3 separate regions of the Mus musculus genome follow, and regions 1 and 3 are each linked to region 2. The links are chromatin contacts, called in public HiChIP or PLAC-seq maps. All regions are on one chromosome and are shown on one strand. The core of a region is the stretch at or near the end of the contact, and the rest is flanking DNA. Distances in the headings are between cores, read along the strand shown. Region 1 holds the start of Car14 (carbonic anhydrase 14). Region 2 overlaps Otud7b (OTU domain containing 7B). Region 3 holds the start of Ciart (circadian associated repressor of transcription).

Region 1 (2,700 bases), core at 74-2,573, 230 kb after region 2:
TGTGTGTGTGTGTGTATTTTAAATATATATATATATTTTTAAAAAGTCCTTACTCTGAAGCTCAGTCGTGGGACAGAAAAGCACTCTGAGCTCCTGTCTCCGCAGGAGTGATGACCTGGCACATGCATTATTCTGTTCATTTGGCTTTTATCCCGTGCCCTTGTTTGGCTTCTGCTCCTTTGTTTTGGCTATTTATTGCTACTTGATAGGAGTAAGGAGGGCAGAAAGACCTCACAGAGGTTATGGAGGAGAGATTTCACCATCTAGCTTGAAATTATCTGTGGTCTTCACACTCACTAATGAGGGACTTAGGATGTACATTCCGATCGGGATTTCTAGTCCCGTGGGGGAGCGCACACCAGCCACATTCCTGAGACGCCACGCAGCCTCCATGCTCCACTAGCAAACTCAGTTCCACCACAGCAAGTTTCACTTGATCCCACAGGACCTGCCTGGACCCTTTGTTGGGTGGGCGGGAAGCCCCTGGACCCCTCACCCACCTGGTCACATGGCCTTTCTATGGCCCCTCCCCTCTCTTTCTTTGGAGTCCGCCTTTTTCTCATGGTGACAGTAATTGTTTCTACAGTCACCCATCACTCCTCCTGCCCGGCCTCTCTGCTAGGGGTCAGTGTCCTCTTCAGTGACAAAAGGCGCCCTAGATCTGGGCTCCCTGGGGAGGGAGGTGGCTGGATCTGGTAGTTAGAATGCTGTCTCTCCCTGGTGCTGCGACAACCCCTCCCCCGCTGTGCACACAAATGGGCTTTATCCGGCAAACAAAACCGCACCCCCACCCCAGGCTACACAGGCACGTGGACCTAAGCCTCACCAAGGGAAGGGGGTGGTGACAGGCGCCAGAGAAAGACGAGGCAGAAGACAAATATTCTCCTCGCCCCACTTCTTGCTCTCCACAATCCAGATTTTAAAGTTTGACTTTCCACTCCCCACCTGCTCCCTGAGCCTCCAACTTCTGTTCTCCTATCTCCCGAATCTGAATTCTTTCTGGTTCCAACCAGCTCAACTTCTCTTGGTTTCAGAAACAGGTTCCCCACCAGCAGTCCCATACCACCCAGGGATGTGCTCCTCAGGCAGGGGAATGAGAACACGGTGTCCTGGGAGGGAGAGGTGCGAAACCCCCCTTCCCTGACCGAGAGTTCCAGGGGACACCCGTACGAGCGGCAGTGTAAATAGCAAAGGAAGAGCTCACTCCAGGGTCCTGAGCCAAGGCCAGGGCGCTGGGCTCTGCTGGGCCATCCTGCATGCCTAATCCGCTATTTAAGGAGCTGCTCGGCTGCAGCCCAGGCACCACCCCCCTCCTCACGTACACCGGTTTCGAGCCACCTTAAAAGCGGGAGGCAACTGTGAAGTTGCTGGCCAGTAAGTGGTGTGGAGATTACGAAGGGACATACGGAGAGGGCAGAGAGAGGAAGAGAGAGAAAGTGAGAGAGGAAGAAATTTATCCTGGGATCCAGAAGTTCGTGTTAACCTGTGGAAAATCAAGTCCCTGGAAGTCTGCAGAGACAGAGACAAGAAGAAAAGAGATAGAACGCCAGAAACTCCTCTCTCTCCCTCCCTCTCCACCTCTCTCTTCTAAACCCCAAATTCCTGGTCCCTTGTACCCCATTGTGGGGATAATATGTTGTTCTTCGCTCTCCTGTTAAAGGTGACTTGGATCCTGGCTGCAGATGGGGGTAGGTACAACTGGGTCTGTGCTAATGTCCACCCGTAGCCATGTGTACTTATGTGGGGGAGGAGAGGTTTCAGAAAGGGAAGCCTAGGGGCTGGGGGGTAGGGGGGGGAGGCATGGGGTGGGAGAAAGACTATGGAGGAGATCCTTCCATTCTTTTCCTTTTCCTCTCTAACCCAGCGATTACTGCTATCTCTGCGACAGGGAGAGCTAGCCAGAGGCCAGTGTGTGAATGCTCAGGAGTGTAGGACACTCGGCCAGCTACAGTTCTCCAGTCCACTCTTTCCCCACTGCCCTAGTCCCGGGCAGCCCTCCTGCCCGTCTTTGTTTACGCACTCTGCTGGTTAGGGAGAGCAGGGGTGAGAAGGGACACGTGCTGCAGTCCTGCCCGACTCAGACCCCGACCCTCTGCTGATCAAAGGATAACTCCATTACCTGCCAAGGGGCAGGGGCAGCTGGTCCATTTCCCTGAAAGGAACACGACTAAACGTTTGCTCAGCTCTTTATAGTGTACAAAGGGCTTTCAGGATTAGGAGAGAGGTGGGGAGACGTTGGAGAAAACAAGCTAAGTTGTTTCTGGAACGCCTGAAGGATTCCCACAACTTTTTTTGTTGTTATTGCTTATTTTTATTTACTTTTTTTTTTGAGACAAGGTTTCACGTGGCCAGACCTATCTCAAACTCACTCTGTAGCTGAGGTTAGACCTGCTTGGCTCTGCCTCCCCATGCCTGGTTTCTACACCCTGTTTTTGTGCTTCTCAGGCCCCATTCTGTATCCAGCACATAGTAGGTGAGGGATTAAAGTTTATTGGAAGGACGAGGTGGGGGGGGGGATTATCTAGAAAGCGAGAGGAAGATGGGACCAAGGGATCCAAAAGAAAATGAGGAGTCACAAATCTCTTCTGAGAAGAAACAATTTGGAAAGAGGAAAAAAGAGGCATTAGAATCAGCTCAGAGCATTTCACAGGAAGGGCAGGGCACCTTCACAACAGCCAGAGAACTCTAGTTGTTGGAGTA
Region 2 (2,700 bases), core at 115-2,614:
TGGCTCTGCACCTGTGGAACGAACAAAATCCGACAGGACAGCATCCATGTCCAGGGTCATGGGATCATCAGGTACTCTCAGGCAGCAGGATGTGAGCAGAACATAGATCCAAATCCAGGCTCTGACCTGAAAAGGAGATGCATGCACAAGGCTCACCTAACCAGAACAGCATCATCACAGCCCGATTTCAACAGTCTCTTAACACATGCTAACTGTTCTGGTTCCTTCATTCCAACTGAATTTTCAAACAAAAAATAAATTTTTTCATGAAGAATCACATTTCATTTCCTTGTTAACAATATTTTAATACCTACAGTAACTACAAACTACTCAACAAAGCTTTGCTTCTGCTTTTTTCATTGTTTTGGTTTGATTTTTAAGGAGAAAGGCACTGAGGATGTAGCCCAGGGATTGCATATACTAGGAAGTGCTCTATACCCACCCTAGTGCCATGTCTGCCCCTCCAGTCTAAAGGGAGAAGGCAGCAATCTGCTGCCCTAGAAAGCTCTCTGACCTACAATATTTCCTAAATGGCGCCATGCTCATGTCCCTCCTGAAACATATTGATTATTAAGGGTTTTTGGTTTTGTAGACAATGCTTCGTATGTAGCTCAGGCTAACCTCAAACCTGTAGCAATCATCCTGTCTCAGCCTTGTGAATGCTGATATTACAGGTATGTGCCACCATGCTCTGGCTTTCTTCTGAACGTACTTTAATCACTCTTTGCCTAGCCTTTGATTTTCTTTTTCTTTTTTTTTTTTTTTTAAAGATTTATTTATTTATTATATGTAAGTACACTGTAGCTGTCTTCAGACACACCAGAAGAGGGAGTCAGATCTCGTTACGGATGGTTGTGAGCCACCATGTGGTTGCTGGGATTTGAACTCTGGACCTTCGGAAGAGCAGTCAGGTGCTCTTACCCACTGAGCCATCTCACCAGCCCTAGCCTTTGATTTTCATGTCAAATTTTTGGAAATAGGAAGTTGCATGTCTTCTTTACTGATCTATCCTCAGGATGAACTACTTGACACAGTACAAGGCACACTGGCCCTTAGTAGATACTTATTAAACAAAATAACACTATACAGCAGATGACTTCAAGGCTGACTAATATTCTCATGCTAGTTGAGAAAACAGGAAGAGTAAACTGAATGCTGAAACTTCTCAAAATAACAAACTATTCCACACTCTGAGTGGAGATCCCAGAGGCTCATCCCAACAGTCACTAACTGCAGAACTCAGGAAACACAATCAGAAAGAGTTGTCTCCCAGGACAAACGAGTGCCAGTTTACCTGAGAAAAGATCCCTCTTTCAGACTTGACTTTAGCAGAAACTATGTCCCTGACCTGACAGCCTGGCACCATGTCAACATTCCTCTGAGGTTAATAGTCCCAGCTGAGAAAGCAAAAATAGGGTGGAGATCCACCTCTGACCACACTCATTAGTCTTACGGTGCTCTGTAGAAGGGGCTCGTTCATAAAGTGCCCAGGTATCCAACTGTCTCATTGCACCCACTAATCATCTTTTTGGAAAAGACAAAACCAGAATTGTTGAAAACAACAGATGACTCAGACAATACATTCCTCCGAAAACCTAAAGCCTAAGCATGACCTCCAAGGATTTTTTTCTTCACTCCTCTTCTATCCCTTAATACAACTTTTTTGTAGTATGATCTGATTCCATTTTTCTACATTTTTAGAACTAGTAAGGCAAATAGCAAATTTTTGTGGGTTGTAAAAATTATAAGTCTCTAACCTGATAACTGAATTGTTTTGTTGGTGGTAGTTCTTTGGATTTTTTTTTTTAAAAGAGAAATCACTATTTCTTATAGTGCTCTAATAATACAAGAAACCAATGGGTACAGAGCATGATTTATTCATATCCCTAGTCCAACACTGAGCAAGGTATCTACAATATAATAGGCAGTTATAAATACCTAGTGACTAAATTCATTATAAACAAATGTCTAATTTGCATCTGTTTCACTATCCTAAGCACCAAGCCAGCAATCCAGCCTAAGGTAAACAGCCCCTGCTGTTAATCTCACACTAATCCAGAACTACATGAAGAGCTTCTGGCCAAGCTTTCTATGAAGTGACCCAGCCCCCTTGCAACTTGTGCCTAAGAATTGAGTTTCAAGCTCTTAGTGACAGGGAGATCTCTAAGGTCTGCCCTGGGCAGGACAGCAGACAACATGGACTTCTACAACTTTCCCCCAAGCCTCTGAATAAAGTGTTTCAACAACAACAACAATAAAAAGTATTGAATTTCAAGGCAGGCAAGTATTACACATTTCTAACATCAGCACTCAAGAGGCAGAGGCGAGAGGATTGAGAATTCAAAGCTACAAAGAAAGACCCTGTCCAAAAAAAAAAAAAATTAAATGCTTTCAGAATTCACAGGTGAATGAAAGGCTTTTCATCTAATGCAAATGAGAATTCTCTCCAAAGCCCACTGTATTCACCACTTTGTCACAGGACATGGGCACTATCCAAGTAACAAACATAAATAGTCCAAAATTAAGAGACTAACTCCAAAATGAACTTAAATCTTTACTCTTAAAAAATAAAATAAGGTAAACTTGTGTGGTGGCTCAGGTCTTTAATACTAGAATTCTGAAAGCAGAGGCAGGCAGGTAATTCCCTGTGAGTTCGAGGCCAGCTTGGTCTATGTAATGAGTTCGAGGGCAGATAGAACT
Region 3 (2,700 bases), core at 59-2,558, 250 kb after region 2:
GCATGAGCCACCACATCTAGATTACTTATATTTTATTTGATATTGTCTTGAAATTGTGTTTGGGGAAACAGTGCTGAGGTTTAATTTAGAAATCCTTTTCCTTTTTCTAAAATAACCACATTGCTAAATATAAGTAAAAAAGCATTAGAACATATTTAAAATAACCACACGTTCTCCAAACCATGACTTAGATCCCTGTCCAACTTTTCTTTTAGTAAGACTGGGGGGGTGGGGGGGTGGTAGTGTCTGTTCTCTCGACCCTAATCAGAACTAGAGTGCCCCCTTGCGACTCCTCTGCTTCAGTCGACAGGGTCCTCCTCGCCATCGTTTCCTTTTACAGTGACTTGGTGCAAGGGATGCTAAGGTCTGTTGGTGACTCTCTAAACTCTTGACTCGCTTTTTTCCTTCCTCAACGTTTCCCCAGTTTTCTCCCAGGAACAAATAAACTGAAGCCAGATAAAGCCATAAGCTTGAGGAGCAAAGATCTACTCTGCTCTGTTCCCAGTACTGAGAATCAGAGAATTCTGAGTGAAGGGTCCGAAGGGCCCGGGGCAGAAAAGTCAGGGACAAGTTCGGCTATGACCTCTAGAATCTTGGCGGGCTGGCATCCGAGCTGGGAACGTGCGTGGCAAGTTATGTAAGAACCGGCTGGAGAAGCTGCGCGGCGGGAGCCCCGGAGAGGACGCGGTGTTCCAGCCGCAGTCCCCACCCTCCTCGCCCAGCAGGGCAGGAGGCACCCAACTTGGTGGCGAGGAGGGGAGGATGAAAGAGTGGGGAGTCACGAGGGCGAGCCGCCGACAAGGGAACGGATGCCCGGCGTCACACGTCCGTTGTCACACACGTTGCGGACACGAGTTGCTGAGGGCTCCCACGTGCTGCGCCCGTGCGCGGAGGCGCTCAGAGGGGCCCACGTCCCGAGGCGCCACCTCCGTGGCTCGGCCCCGCTCTGTACACTCCAGCCGTGCGTCTCCCGCGCAGTGCTGTCCTATTTAAGGCTATGAGCTCCACCCTTTTCCGCCCCTTCCTTAATTTTCACTTTTTTCCATCCTCCTTTTTTATCACCCGAGGAGCCGCATGTACGGGCGGAGCATGGACTGCTTCCCTTCCAGCCAATCACCACTTGGCTGCCTCTCTATTGGCCGAGCCCCCGCGTGCCGTAGCAAATGGGCTGTGAGCGTCTGCATCTAGAGTCACGTGTTGCCGGTAAGCTATCCAATGAGAGCACAAGGTCTGTGTACGCAGGGGGAGGCACGTGCAGAACCGCACGTGTCTGGGAGGGGGAAGGGGCGGGACCCACAGAGTGAGGCGGAGGTGGGTCGGCTAGACCAGCACAGACAGTGAAGAAGCTGCATACCGACCGGGGCTGAACCGACAGACCCAGGTAAGCGGACGAGAGCCAAGCGCTCTCCGGAAGACGACCCGGATGGGGTGGGCATGGAAGACCGCAGATCGGGGTGTTGGGAGGTATTGCATCACCTGGCAGGCGCGACCGTAGACTGACCAGCGCAGTGCACCTGATGGTGAAGGATGCGAAAGCGGTGGAGCCGGGTGTCTATGGGGCCGGAACTCTAGGGACCTGAGGTGGGTTCTGGTGCGCAGAGCAGCCTCTAGCGGGTGTCGTTTTTAGGTCGATAGGCTCCCTATGAGGTCTGGCCGGGAACAGCCCAGAACTGCAGGCTGAGGGGAAGGTGTAAAGTCGGTTATTCACCCAAGGGAAGAAAGGCTGTGTAGGGTCAAGAGCTCTGTGTGGGCTGGCGGTCTAGATTTTGAATGCGGCTGGAAGAGCAAGTTTTTTTTTTTTTTCCTTTCTTTCTTGTTTCTATTGAGAACGGAAAAACAATAAAACAAAGCGAAAACCATGTTACTCTGTTTAGAATGCCCCAGTCTCCCAGTCCCTTTCCTAATTCTTTGACTCTGATTTCAGACTCCCTCGCTTTGCTTTTCAGTTGCAGGTTCTGATCTTTGGTACTACGGGAGCTGCTCTTCAGCCCCTCTCCTGCTCCTGGACCTATGGATTCTCCATCTAGTGTTTCTTCTTATTCCTCCTCCTCCCTCTCCCCATCATTTTCCACGTCCTCTGTGAACAGTGACTTTAGCTTCCCTTCTGATAACGAGAGGGAGGGCAAGGGCACCCATGAGCTCAGGCCAGACACTGTGGGTCAGAGAGGAGGTTCCAGGCCCAGTCCAGGCCCTATCCGCTGCAGACATCGACCCAGGGTTTCTAGTAACCAACATACAGCACCTCATCTGGAACAGCAAGGATCTGAAGTCAAGAGATCAAGAGACGGTGAACAGGAGACGAGTCTGAACACCCAAGGATGTACTACAGAGGGAGATCTGCTCTTTGCTCAAAAGGTAACAGAAAGCAGAAAAGATAGTGCAGTGGCAAACACCTAATTGGTTGACAAGGACCTGCCAGTTACATCACAGCAGAAAAACCACTGCTGGTCTCAAAGTCTTGTGCTGTTTTTCTACAGTGTAAAGAACTCCAAGGGTTCATACGGCCCCTCACAGACCTACTGAACGGACTCAAGATGGGTCGCTTTGACAGAGGTAATAATCTGATTAATTAATTATATTTCTGGGGGTAGCCCCCCTTCTCTGAGTGAAATCTTACATTTCTCTTTGGGGCATGGGCTATTCTGTTTGCATCTGTAACTTAATTTCTTCATGTGAATTCATTTGAACCCCATCTGTCTC

The links. HiChIP or PLAC-seq counts read pairs in DNA pulled down with a chosen protein or histone mark.
Region 1: a contact with region 2 is called in a FOXA1 HiChIP or PLAC-seq map of pancreatic cancer cells. The contact joins the promoter of Car14 here to the enhancer-like site in region 2. A contact is called at or near these places in 4 of 39 promoter capture datasets (the C10 cell line, cranial neural crest, hippocampal neurons and 1 more), 1 of 15 datasets of contacts at CTCF or cohesin (large pre-B cells), 3 of 115 datasets of contacts at active chromatin or transcription factors (embryonic stem cells, pancreatic cancer cells and pro-B cells) and 4 of 9 other capture datasets (adipose tissue, embryonic stem cells, liver and 1 more).
Region 3: a contact with region 2 is called in an HNF4G HiChIP or PLAC-seq map of pancreatic cancer cells. The contact joins the promoter of Ciart here to the enhancer-like site in region 2. A contact is called at or near these places in 6 of 39 promoter capture datasets (the 3T3-L1 cell line, the C10 cell line, the SN4741 cell line and 2 more), 1 of 15 datasets of contacts at CTCF or cohesin (the NIH/3T3 cell line), 3 of 484 Hi-C or Micro-C datasets (B cells, cardiomyocytes and cortical neurons), 5 of 115 datasets of contacts at active chromatin or transcription factors (astrocytes, bone marrow-derived macrophages, embryonic stem cells and 2 more) and 2 of 9 other capture datasets (adipose tissue and liver).

Annotation. Positions count from the first base shown.
Region 1 is chr3:95,903,308-95,906,007 of GRCm38.p6, reverse strand. It overlaps Car14 (carbonic anhydrase 14), which reads left to right and starts at 1,323. Exons shown (of 11, transcript NM_011797.3): 1 at 1,323-1,688. The coding sequence starts at 1,634.
Region 2 is chr3:96,133,900-96,136,599 of GRCm38.p6, reverse strand. Otud7b (OTU domain containing 7B) reads right to left here. Exons shown (of 12, transcript NM_001025614.1): 2 at 1-126. The coding sequence starts at 60. Among named protein-coding and RNA genes, the nearest start is that of Mtmr11, 27 kb to the left of the region's middle. Within about 2 kb of position 1,364, at least 25 of the 459 cell types and tissues checked have an H3K27ac peak or open chromatin away from gene starts, as enhancers often do. A contact at or near this core is called in the NIH/3T3 cell line, bone marrow-derived macrophages and pancreatic cancer cells, where this site is marked.
Region 3 is chr3:95,880,836-95,883,535 of GRCm38.p6, reverse strand. It overlaps Ciart (circadian associated repressor of transcription), which reads left to right and starts at 1,308. Exons shown (of 6, transcript NM_001033302.2): 1 at 1,308-1,381; 2 at 1,947-2,355; 3 at 2,478-2,553. The coding sequence starts at 2,011. All of the region lies in intron 1 of C920021L13Rik (RIKEN cDNA C920021L13 gene), which reads right to left.